2 separate regions of the Mus musculus genome follow, and region 2 is linked to region 1. The links are chromatin contacts, called in public HiChIP or PLAC-seq maps. All regions are on one chromosome and are shown on one strand. The core of a region is the stretch at or near the end of the contact, and the rest is flanking DNA. Distances in the headings are between cores, read along the strand shown.

Region 1 (5,162 bases), core at 834-3,333:
GCCTAAGAACCTGAGTTCAAATCCCTGATATCTATAGAGACTGTCAGATGTGGTACTGGATGTCTGTCATCCAGGACTCCTACTTGAGAAGGGAGCAGACACAGGAAGATCCCCCCAGAAGCTCACAGCCAGCCAGGAGTACAAGGCACAGTGACAAAATCAAGAAAGACTGTCTTGAGAAGGCGAGGCAGGGAATCAACTCCCAAAAGTTGCCCTCTGAACCTTATATACATATTAATGCTCACACTGCACACACATATTATAAAGTGGATATTACACAAAGTGGATTTTCACGTTAGGTGACGAGGCCTCTCTACACAGACATTTTCCTCATTTCAGATTCATTTCCCACATTCTTGCTGGGTTTGTTTGTTTGTTTGTTTTTGAGACAGTGTCTTTGTACGTAGCCTTGGCTCATTTCCCACATACTTAACCACGCTGGAGACTTTTCTTTGCTAGGTTGGTAGATTAAAACAAACAAGCAAACCAATCACAGGGCAGCATCCCACTTTTCCCTTCACTAGTGGAAGGGGAAGCAGAGATGGCTCAGCAGTTTGTGTTGTGCGCTCAACAAGCAGCCTATCTCACTGAGAATATTTGACTCGGCCTCATTGGTGTGTGCTCTTCTGGGCACCACTGTGTGAGTGTGGAGGTCAGGTGACAGTCTGTAGAAGCTGGGTCTCTGCTCACACGTGAGAGCACGTGGATTCCAGGAATCCAGCTCAGGTCATCAGGCTGTGACAAACATCTCTCCTCTCCACACCATCTTGCTGGTTCATATTTCACTATTTTAATTTTATTTTTTTATACTGTTGCTTTTGTCTTATTGAGAGACTGCGAATGTGTGCCCTGTATTCAGTCCCAAAACACTGTAAAAGCAAAGTGCCACAGTATCCTTCCCTTTTACACTGCCTGGCTCTTTCTCCTTTTATTAGTAGTGGTATTTGAATGTGTTGAACGTGTCCCAGGCTGGCTTGGAATTTGTTATGTAGCCAAGATGACAGATGTGCACCACCACACCTGCAAGATCTTCTTTGTAAGAATTTTTATCATTGCCGGGTGGTGGTGGCGCAGGCCTTTGATCCCAGCACTTGGGAGGCAGAGGCAGGTGGATTTCTGAGTTCGAGGCCAGCCTGGTCTAGAAAGTGAGTTCCAGGAGAGAAACCCTGTCTTGAAAAAAACAGAAAGAAGGAGAAGGAGGAGGAGGAGGAGGAGGAGGAGGAGGAGGAGGAGGAGGAGGAGGAGGAGGAGAAGGAGAAGGAGAAGGAGAAGGAGGAGAAGGAGAAGGAGGAGAAGGAGAAGGAGGAGAAGGAGAAGGAGAAGGAGAGGAAGAGGAAGAGGAAGAGGAAGAAGAAGAAAAGAATTTTTATCATTGTTGTTCCTAAGGTTTATTTGTAAAACATGACGTGGGGGGGGGGGGGGTGAGGATAGGGAGGACACTTTGACACCTTGATGCCTCAGGCAGAATATCAATGTCACTGACTTGATAGAGTGGGTAGTGGGTAGGTGACCCATTCTTCTGGAGAAAAGGCCAAAAAGCAAAGGAACTAAAGGTGAGGTTTGCTTCCATAAGGGCTGCTCCTTCTAGAAGCTTTCCAGAAGAGAAGGCATGAGAAGCTCTAAATGGGAGGAGAGAGGAGTCTCTTCTCTTCTCAGGTGGTGACAAAAAGGTGCCCATAAGCTGAGGAGGGAACAACAGTGGAATAGGTTAAGCATCCAGGAGAGCCACAGGGGAGTCTGTAGTCTGGGGAAGAGGAGCAGGCTGCCAGCTCTTCCTTTGTGGGCAAAGCACACAAGAACAGTGAGTTCCCAACCTCGGTTCTGAGCCCGGTCCTCTCCCCACAGCGGATACCTACAAACGCCTCAGGAGTCTCTGAAGTGCCTGGAAGCTTTCCAAGCTGCCCATGTGTTCCTACAGAGCAGCCTTGCTTTCCAAACCTCGGAAGTAAAAAGTGAAGGGCAGTGGTCTGTCTGTCTGTCTGTCTGTCTGTCATCCCCGGGTGAGGGAGGTGGAGGCAGAAGGACCGCACCTCAAGGTCACCCTCTATCTACACAGTAAACTGGAGGTCAGCCTGGGGCAAAGGCCCCTGGATGGGGGATGGGGGGGAACAAACACCAAAGAACAAACAAAGCCAGGCATTGGTGGTGCACACCTTTAATCCCAGTACTTGGGAGGCAGAGGCAGGCGGATTTCCGAGTTCAAGGCCAGCCTTGGCTACAGAGTGAGTTCCAGGACAGCCAGGGCTACACAGAGAAAAAAAAAAAGGACAAACAAAAACCCACAAAAATCTTGATTTGAAGTCCTCCGGTGAGAAGGCTCTGGATAAAGAAGTTCTATTCCTGGAGCCCACATGGTAAAAGAAGAAATCTGACCCCTGCAAGCTGTCCTCTGACCTCCATACATGCATTCATGTACCTACACATATGCACAATAAATAAATGTAATGGTAAAAAATACTGAGTTAATACACAGGGGAACTGAGTGAGTGTTCAGCTCTGGGGAGAGGCAACAAGGAGAGGCTCTGCTGCTGGGGCTGGGGCAGTGGGTTCCAGAAGGGGTGTGACTTTTTCCTCTCACCCCCACCGCAGGATGAAATTCTGCCTTGTTCTGCCCCAAGGCAGAATCCGAGTTCCTAACTTCCACTACTGGCTTCCCTGGTGGAGATGCAGGCGGTGCTTCAGGGCTATGATGGAGTCATAGTCAACATTATGTTCTCTCAAACATCAGTTCTGGGGCCCTGGGACATGGGGACCTACTTTACTGAGCTCATGGGTGCAAGCCTGTGTGTGTATTGACATCTTTTCATGGACAGAATTTCTGAGTGATTAAAGAGAGCCCTGGGCACCTGAGATGCTTTCCAGAGTAGAGGATGAAACTATTCTCACAATAATGTTAAGGTCAGGCCTTGCGTGTTTTCCAGGCCTTTACTCCCAGTACTCAGGAGGCAGAGGCAGGCAGATCGCTGTGAGAATGTGGTGTTCGTGTGTGCTGTGAGTCTCTGTGTATAGGTGGTGAGTGTTTGTGTGTTTCTCTCTGTGTGTGTGTCTGTGTAGTGTGTAAGTCTCTTTGTGTGTATGTATGTGATGTGTATATGGTAAGTCTGTGTGTATATATGGTAAGTCTGTGTGTGTGTCTATTATGTGTGATATGTTAGTCTCTCTGTATCTCTGTGTGTATGTGGTGTGTAAATCTGTGTGTCCATGTATGTGGTGTGTGTGTAAGAGAGAGACAGAGAGAGAGAGAGAGAGAGACTGAGAGACAGAGAGAGAGAGACTATGTATGTAGTGCTGTAAGTCTGTGTGGTGGGGAGAGCCTGTGTGTATGTGGAACCAAACTTTAGCCTGGGACAAGGTGACTCCTGCTGCTGGGCTGGGAGAGCCATGGTTAGCAACTCCCCTCCCCCAGAAGGTGGGGCCCAGTGAGAAGAGTTAGAGATGTGAAGATTGCTGTAAGCTTCCCACCCTGCCCCTGGGCCAACCAGATGCTTTCATAAAATTAAAACAATTCTCTTTGCTGGCACAATTAAGAACTGTAGAGGTAGAGGCAGGAAGACCAAGGTTCAAGGGCAGCTTTTGCTACATAGGGAGTTCAAGTCCAGTCTTGAACTAAAATAAAAGCAGAACAATGAAAAACCGACTTTCCACATAAGCAAGCAAGCTTACAGACAGGATTATACAGTCCGTTAAGCTCAGAACTCTAACAATGCTTTAGCATATGTGTGTAGTTTGTGTGCTTAGGGACCCTTGGAGGCCAGAAGAGGGCATTGGATCTCCAGGAGCTAGAGTTACAGGCCTTGTGTGCCTCCTGGCATGGCTGCTAGGAACAGAATGCAGGGCCTCTCTCTGGTAGACCAGTAAGCCCTCTTAACCATCGAGCCACTTCTGCAGCTAAACATGTGACCTTTTCAAACTCTAATCATAAAAAGCTCATGGCACAGCTACAATTTTCTCTCTCTCCTTTTCAGCTTATAAAAAGTATGGAACACTCATGGCTTCTCTTGAGCAGGCATGAGGTTCATCTCTCTCTCCTTTTCAGCTTATAAAAAGTATGGAACACTCATGGCTTCTCTTGAGCAGGCATGAGGTTCATCTCTGTATGGATACAGCTCTAGCACGTGATTTGCCAAGGCCAGCACACAATTGCATTTTTCTAACATGGCTGGGTGTGACTACAGGTGGCTTTCTGAAAAATAGCTTCAGGCTGGGAGGAGTTTGGACTGAGCACAGCTCCGGTGTGGCTGGGAGGAGGAGGAGGGGACCTGACCAGGAGACACAACCAGCCGAGAGCATTTTCAAAAAAATTCTTTTTTTTGAGACCAAGCTTTGGTTTGTAGGCCAGTCTGGCCTTGAATTCCTCCTGCCTCAGCTTCCATAGTTCTGGGATTACAGGGACCACGCCCAGTCAGAGAAACCCGTTTACTGGGAACTCACTTCTAAACATAGTTTCTTTTGTTTTGTTTTTCTCTATGTAGCCTGGCTGTCCTGGAACTCACTCTGCAGACCAGGCTGGCCTTGAACTCAGAAATATGCCTGCCTCTGCCTCCCAAATCTGTGATTAAAGGCGTGCACCACCACCACCCGGCCTTTTTTTTTTTAAAGAATTATTTATTTTATGTATGTGAGCACACTGTAGCTGTCTTCAGACACCCCAGAAGAGGGCATCGGATCACATTATGGAAGGTTGTGAGCCACCATGTGGTTGCTGGGAATCAAACTCAGGACCTCTTAAAGAGCTATTAGTAAACCGGGCGTGGTGGCGCTTGCCTTTAATCCCAGCAGTCAGGAGGCAGAGGCAGGCAGATTTCTGAGTTCGAGGCCAGCCTGGTCTACAAAGTGAGTTCCAGGACAGCCAGGGCTATACAGAGAAACCCTGTCTCGAAAAAAACCAAAAAACAAAAAACAAAACAAATAAACAAAAAATTGTCCTCTGAAGGCCAGTTGTGGTAGTGCATGCTCTTAGTCCCAGCCCCTGGGAGGCAGGAAGGTGAGGATTTCTATGGATTCAAGGCTAGCCTGACCTACATAGTGAGGTTTGGGATGGGGGTGAGGTGGGGGAGGGGAGAAGGAAAAAAACAATCAAGTTGTCCCCTCACCTCCATATGCAAGTCATGCCGCATACACACACACAAACATACCAGCACACACAATAACAAAAACAAACA
Region 2 (5,162 bases), core at 1,458-3,957, 320 kb after region 1:
GTGCCCTGTGGATGCGAAGTGGCAGAGACCATGGGCTCAGGGTGGAGGGAGAGCCAAGACCAAGAAGAAAGGGGACAGGAAGTCTGCTGATCAAACAGCAGACTTTGAGTAAGTTAAGTCTGTAGGTAGATGCACATAGCTTCATCCTATAAAAAACATTTAAAAATTTCATTTCTTATTCTAAAGTGATTCTTGAGGGCTCCTGAAGACTAGTGAGAGAGCAGTTACCACTGGGCTGAGTGAGAGACAGGGATTTTAGTGCCACAAAGAGAGTAGCCCACACAAAAGGGATTCCTATAGCAGTGTATGGAGTGGTCATTGGCCGCTGTCAGAGGTGTCCTTGGAGCTGGCCCGTTGTTACCTAAGGCAGGCATACTACACTGTGTATGAGTATTGATGAATGGCCAGTGAACAGGGCAAACATCTGGGTTATTATTCAGGACTTAATAGATAACTTTGTAAAAGTCTGATATTCAAATTCCTACTCTACCACCCCCGGTCCACACCCAAAGAGTCCACATAAGCACAGCACACATCGATTCCCCACCCATGGCTACTGTTCCACTGTTCACAATGCCAAGATGTGGAACCAGCCAGGCTCCCATTAATGGATGATGGACAGAGAAAAATGTGGCATGAACACCCAAGGGAGTAGTAGTCAGTTGGAAGGAGCGAGAGTGCGCCATCTGTAGGATCTACAGGGAAGTGCACAAAACCGAGAAAACCACACTAAGCAAGCTAGAAGTGGTCCATTTTCTCTCACGTGGAGTCTAGATCTGAAATGAAAACTCAAGGTGAGGGTAAGATGTCAGCAGATAAAGTTGCTTGCAGCCCAAGCCTGGGGGTCCGAATCCAATCCCAGAAACCCAAATAAAGATGGGCGGGGGAAACTGACTATAAAGTTGTCCCCTGACCTGCATGTGGAACCCCACACAAACTCACACTCAGAACAATAATAAATAAAAATTTGGGTTTGGAGAGATGGCTCTGTGGTTAAGAGCACTGACTGATCTTCTGGAGATCCTGAGTTCAATTCCCAGCAACCACATGGTGGCTCAGAACCATCTGTAAGGGGATCCAATTCCTTCTTTTGGTGTGTCTGAAGACAGCTACTGTGTACTCATATAAAATACAAATAATAAATCTTTAAAAAAAAAAGCAGATATGAAAGAAAAAGGGACCCAGGTGCAATGGCACAGGCCTGTTATCCCAGCTCGTGGGAGAGAGAGGCAGGAGGATACAGAATGCCACGTCATCCGCAACTGCATAGGGAGTTTGAGGCTAGCCTGGGCTACACAAGACTCCTGTCCATTACTCACAAAGTACTAGCCAAAAAAAAAAAAAAAAAAAGTCAAACAGATCTTGGTGGTGGTGGCACACACCTTTAATCCCAGAACCTAGGAAGCAGAGGCAGGAAGGTCTCAGTAAGTTCAAGTCCGGCCTGGTCTACATAGGGAGGACCTGGACAGGCAGGAGTGCACAGAGAAACCCTGCCTCAAAAAGCAAAACAAAACAACACAACACAACAAACAAACAAACAGGAGGGAAAGGTGGCACGCACCTGCAGCCTCAGCACTCAGGAGGCCGAGGCAGGAGAGTGCCCTTGAGTTCAGGGCCAGTCTGGGTCACAGAGTGAGTTCCAGTCCAGCCTAGACACTCTAAAACATAAATAATAAAGAGCTATATACTGAAAACAGAAAAAATGAGGGGGCCTGTGGTTTCCTTCAAATATTTTAGGCTGGGACCAAAGCTTGGGGACAAGTCCCTGGGCCACCTCTCTACTTTTCATGTATTTTTGCATATATAAATATATATATATATATATATATATATATATATATATATATATATATTGTAGATTTTCAACAAGAGTGAAAAACCACCAGGCAGTGATGATCTATGCCTTTAATCCCAGCACTCGGGAGGCAGAGGCAGCTGAATCTCCAAGTTCCAGGATACCCAGGACTACAGAGAAACCCTACCTCAAAACACCAACCAACCAACGAGTAAAAAAACTAACAGCCACAAGAATACTGCAGATACAAAGCAGAACGCGAAATACAAAACAGGTATCACACCAGCATGGTAAAAATAGGATGCAAAAGGACTTGGGGTTCACTCAGCTCAGTGCTCAGACCTGGGCTGCACCCCAGCACTGCAGTGTGTGTGAGAGGGAGGGGGTGTTATATAACAATCACCACAAGAGAAAGACAGCTCAGAAGCCGCGTGCGTGGGAGGACACTAGCAGAGGAGATGACCAGCCTCACACAGCAAAGGGAGTGGGGTGAGATGCCTGTCATTCTTTCGAAGAACCCTCCTCTCCACTCCCAGTTTACACCCTTCCCTGCCCGGGAGCTAGCTGAGGTTGGATTCGTCCCTCCCTGGGAGTGGGGGCGGGGCATCAGCCCTCCCAGGGTGGTCTGCTTGTCCCTCTGTAGCTTCCATTTAATCCCCACCACCACCTGGGAAGAACATAGGAGTCACTGGACTTCCACACTCACGATCACTGTTCCACACTGTCATTACACCATTTCAATGACTTCCTTTTTCTTTCTCGTCTCCAAAAATAGCAAATCACATTGCTTGCCCAGATTTTCCACCTGAGTTTGTTTTTCAGTTCTGAGAGAAATCAACTCAGCTGCGGACTGCTGCCTCAGCACCAAATGAATAGCAGTATTTAACGCCGCCGCTGGGACAGTCAGCGGTACCACCCTCAGGCCGTGCAGCCACCACCCTGTCAGGATAGGAAGAGCTGGGATGCGCTTGGGTGTTTGCACTACATATGCCCCCTGAAATTTGGTGCGTGTTTATATCCATCGCTGAATAAAGTCGAGTTTACCCAGACCGGCAGGGGGCTTAGTCTGTTTAGCAGTTCTGGCAGAGAAGTCACAGGCTAGACCATCTATAAATGCATACATTTACGGTTCACAGTTCTGGTCCCAAGGTGTGGACACACTGTGGTTGTGGTGAGCACTGGGGGCCCACGCTGCTTTCTAGGGGCCGTCTGTGGTTTCCACTATGGCTGGGCTGCTCCCCCTGCCTTCCTTACAAGCACACGCTGATCTGCTGTTACCCCTTCACTTTGGCTCCGAATCACATCCCGAAGCCCCTCAACTTCACACTTGACGCTGGGGATTAGCTCTCCACCTGGGTCTGCTTTGGGGACACAAACATCGGATCCCTGCAATGGGTAGAGAGTTTCCCAGGAGAAGTGGGAGAGTTTCCCAGGAGAAGTGGGTGTCGAGGAAGGGGCCCTGTTTAAGTGACACACTTGTTTTCTGCAAGCCACATGAGCCAGGGGTGTGAATGGGAACGTCACAGCTCAGCCTCAGGAGGCTGCTGCTTGGTTTAATGTACAACTTTGGCAATCAAGAAACTCTTAATTTTGTTTTATTTTATTTTCTTTTTAAAACAGGATCTGATGTAGCCTAGGCTGGTCTTGAACTGGTTATATAGCTTTAAAAAATTATTTATGTGTATGAATGTTTTGCCTGTATGCATATATGTATATATACGAGGTGTGTGTCTGGAGCCCCAGGAAGCAAGAAGAGTGCATCAGCTCCTCTGGAACTCAAGTTACAGACAGTTGTGACCACCACACAGGAGTCCATAGTCTCACTGACCCGTTTGCTCCCCACTTCTGCCCTTCACTGACTCCGAGCTCACTTGTGTGGGGACCCACCCTCCAGGGCTGCTCTCCCAGACGCTGAGGGAACCACTGACTCGGCTGTTTGTGCTGGCTTTGTTTCCTTCCTCTCCTGTCACCAGGGACTGTGGCCAGGATGTAGGCGGCACAGGGAAGATACAGGCAGGGTGCTGGAGTCACTAAGGACTGTGCCACAGTACATGACCCCACAGGATCTGTCCTTCCAGTTGGGATGCATGTTCTCGGAGATTTAGCTACTTCGAGCAAGGATGCGGATAGTTTAGAGACGAGATGGCTTAGCACGAGGCAACTGCCAAGCTTTGTTTTTGCAGAGCTCAAAAACTGTGAGCTTTTGGGGGTGGGGGTGGGGCAGACACAAACACCTGCTCCAAAATAGGTCACCACAGACTGAAGCTGAATCCCACCAAGGTCCAGCCAGGAGAACCAATGGATATATTGGGTGTCCTTCCTGAGCATAGTGAGAGGTTACTTACAGGAGCCTGGGTGACCCCAGAGCAGCTGTACCAAAAACAAACAAACAAACAAACAAACAAACAACCTCACCCCAGCATGGACAACAACTTCCCTGAAGCTGCATAGCTGAGTCCCCTCTTCATTAACCTTCCACACTCTACATACCCTGGTGCCTCTGAGGCCACAAAGCCATATGCAATGCTCTGGTGTAGATGGAGGCTGACATGCTTGGGAGAGCACTCCACAACAGTCACCCAGTGTGTTCTGAATTAAGTGCACACTCGACTCTCCCTTCTACCCATCCTACATCACACACACACACGCACACACACACACGCACACACACACGCTTGCTCGCATACTCTGTGGATGTAGCTCAGTTGGTAGAGTTACGTACCAACTCAAAGCCCTGGGTTTGATCCCTAGCTCCGCATGGATGTGGTGATGCATGCTTGTAACCCAAGCACCCAAAGGGTGGAGGCAGACAGATTGGGGGTTCAAAGGCATCCTTCTGTGAGTTCAAGGTCAGCCTAGGATACATGAGGCTTCCATCTAAAAATCCACCCAGTTAAGCCACCAGAAGCCCCATCATCTGAAGCTATTTGGTGCTGGAGATTTAACTTTGGAATTTTAGTAAGGAAGGTTTCACTGTGTGGTCCAGGCTGGCTGCAGAACTCACGATCTTCCCACAGACAGTTCCTAGTCCTGGGGTTAGAGACATTCACCATCATTCCCAGCTTAGTTAACTTTCGATCTTGTAAATGTTTTTATGCAATTATAAAGTTAAAGTTAAAAAAAAAAGCAATCGCTAAACGCAAAATTAAAATGAAATAAAAGTCCTGAAGCATAGATTTGGAGTTGGAGGGAGTTGGAGGGAGCAGGGAAGGACTGCTTAGATGATGTTAATATAATCTCATTATTATAACATACCCGAAAGCCAAAGAGAACCACACAACCATAACTGGGTTTCATAATTACATCATTATTGGTAGTGTTAGAACACTTATTCCACCCCACCCCCTCTCTTCCCTTGTGCTAGATG

Evidence for each region. HiChIP or PLAC-seq counts read pairs in DNA pulled down with a chosen protein or histone mark.
Region 2: an H3K27ac HiChIP or PLAC-seq map of embryonic stem cells shows a contact between it and region 1, with 5 read pairs. The contact joins two enhancer-like sites. A contact is called at or near these places in 1 of 484 Hi-C or Micro-C datasets (embryonic stem cells) and 2 of 115 datasets of contacts at active chromatin or transcription factors (embryonic stem cells and microglia).

The regions. Positions count from the first base shown.
Region 1 is chr6:86,503,913-86,509,074 of GRCm38.p6, forward strand. No RefSeq gene overlaps it. Among named protein-coding and RNA genes, the nearest start is that of Gm52866, 5.9 kb to the left of the region's middle. Within about 2 kb of position 2,084, at least 19 of the 459 cell types and tissues checked have an H3K27ac peak or open chromatin away from gene starts, as enhancers often do. A contact at or near this core is called in embryonic stem cells, where this site is marked.
Region 2 is chr6:86,820,219-86,825,380 of GRCm38.p6, forward strand. No RefSeq gene overlaps it. Among named protein-coding and RNA genes, the nearest start is that of 2610306M01Rik, 27 kb to the right of the region's middle. Within about 2 kb of position 2,708, at least 154 of the 459 cell types and tissues checked have an H3K27ac peak or open chromatin away from gene starts, as enhancers often do. A contact at or near this core is called in embryonic stem cells, where this site is marked.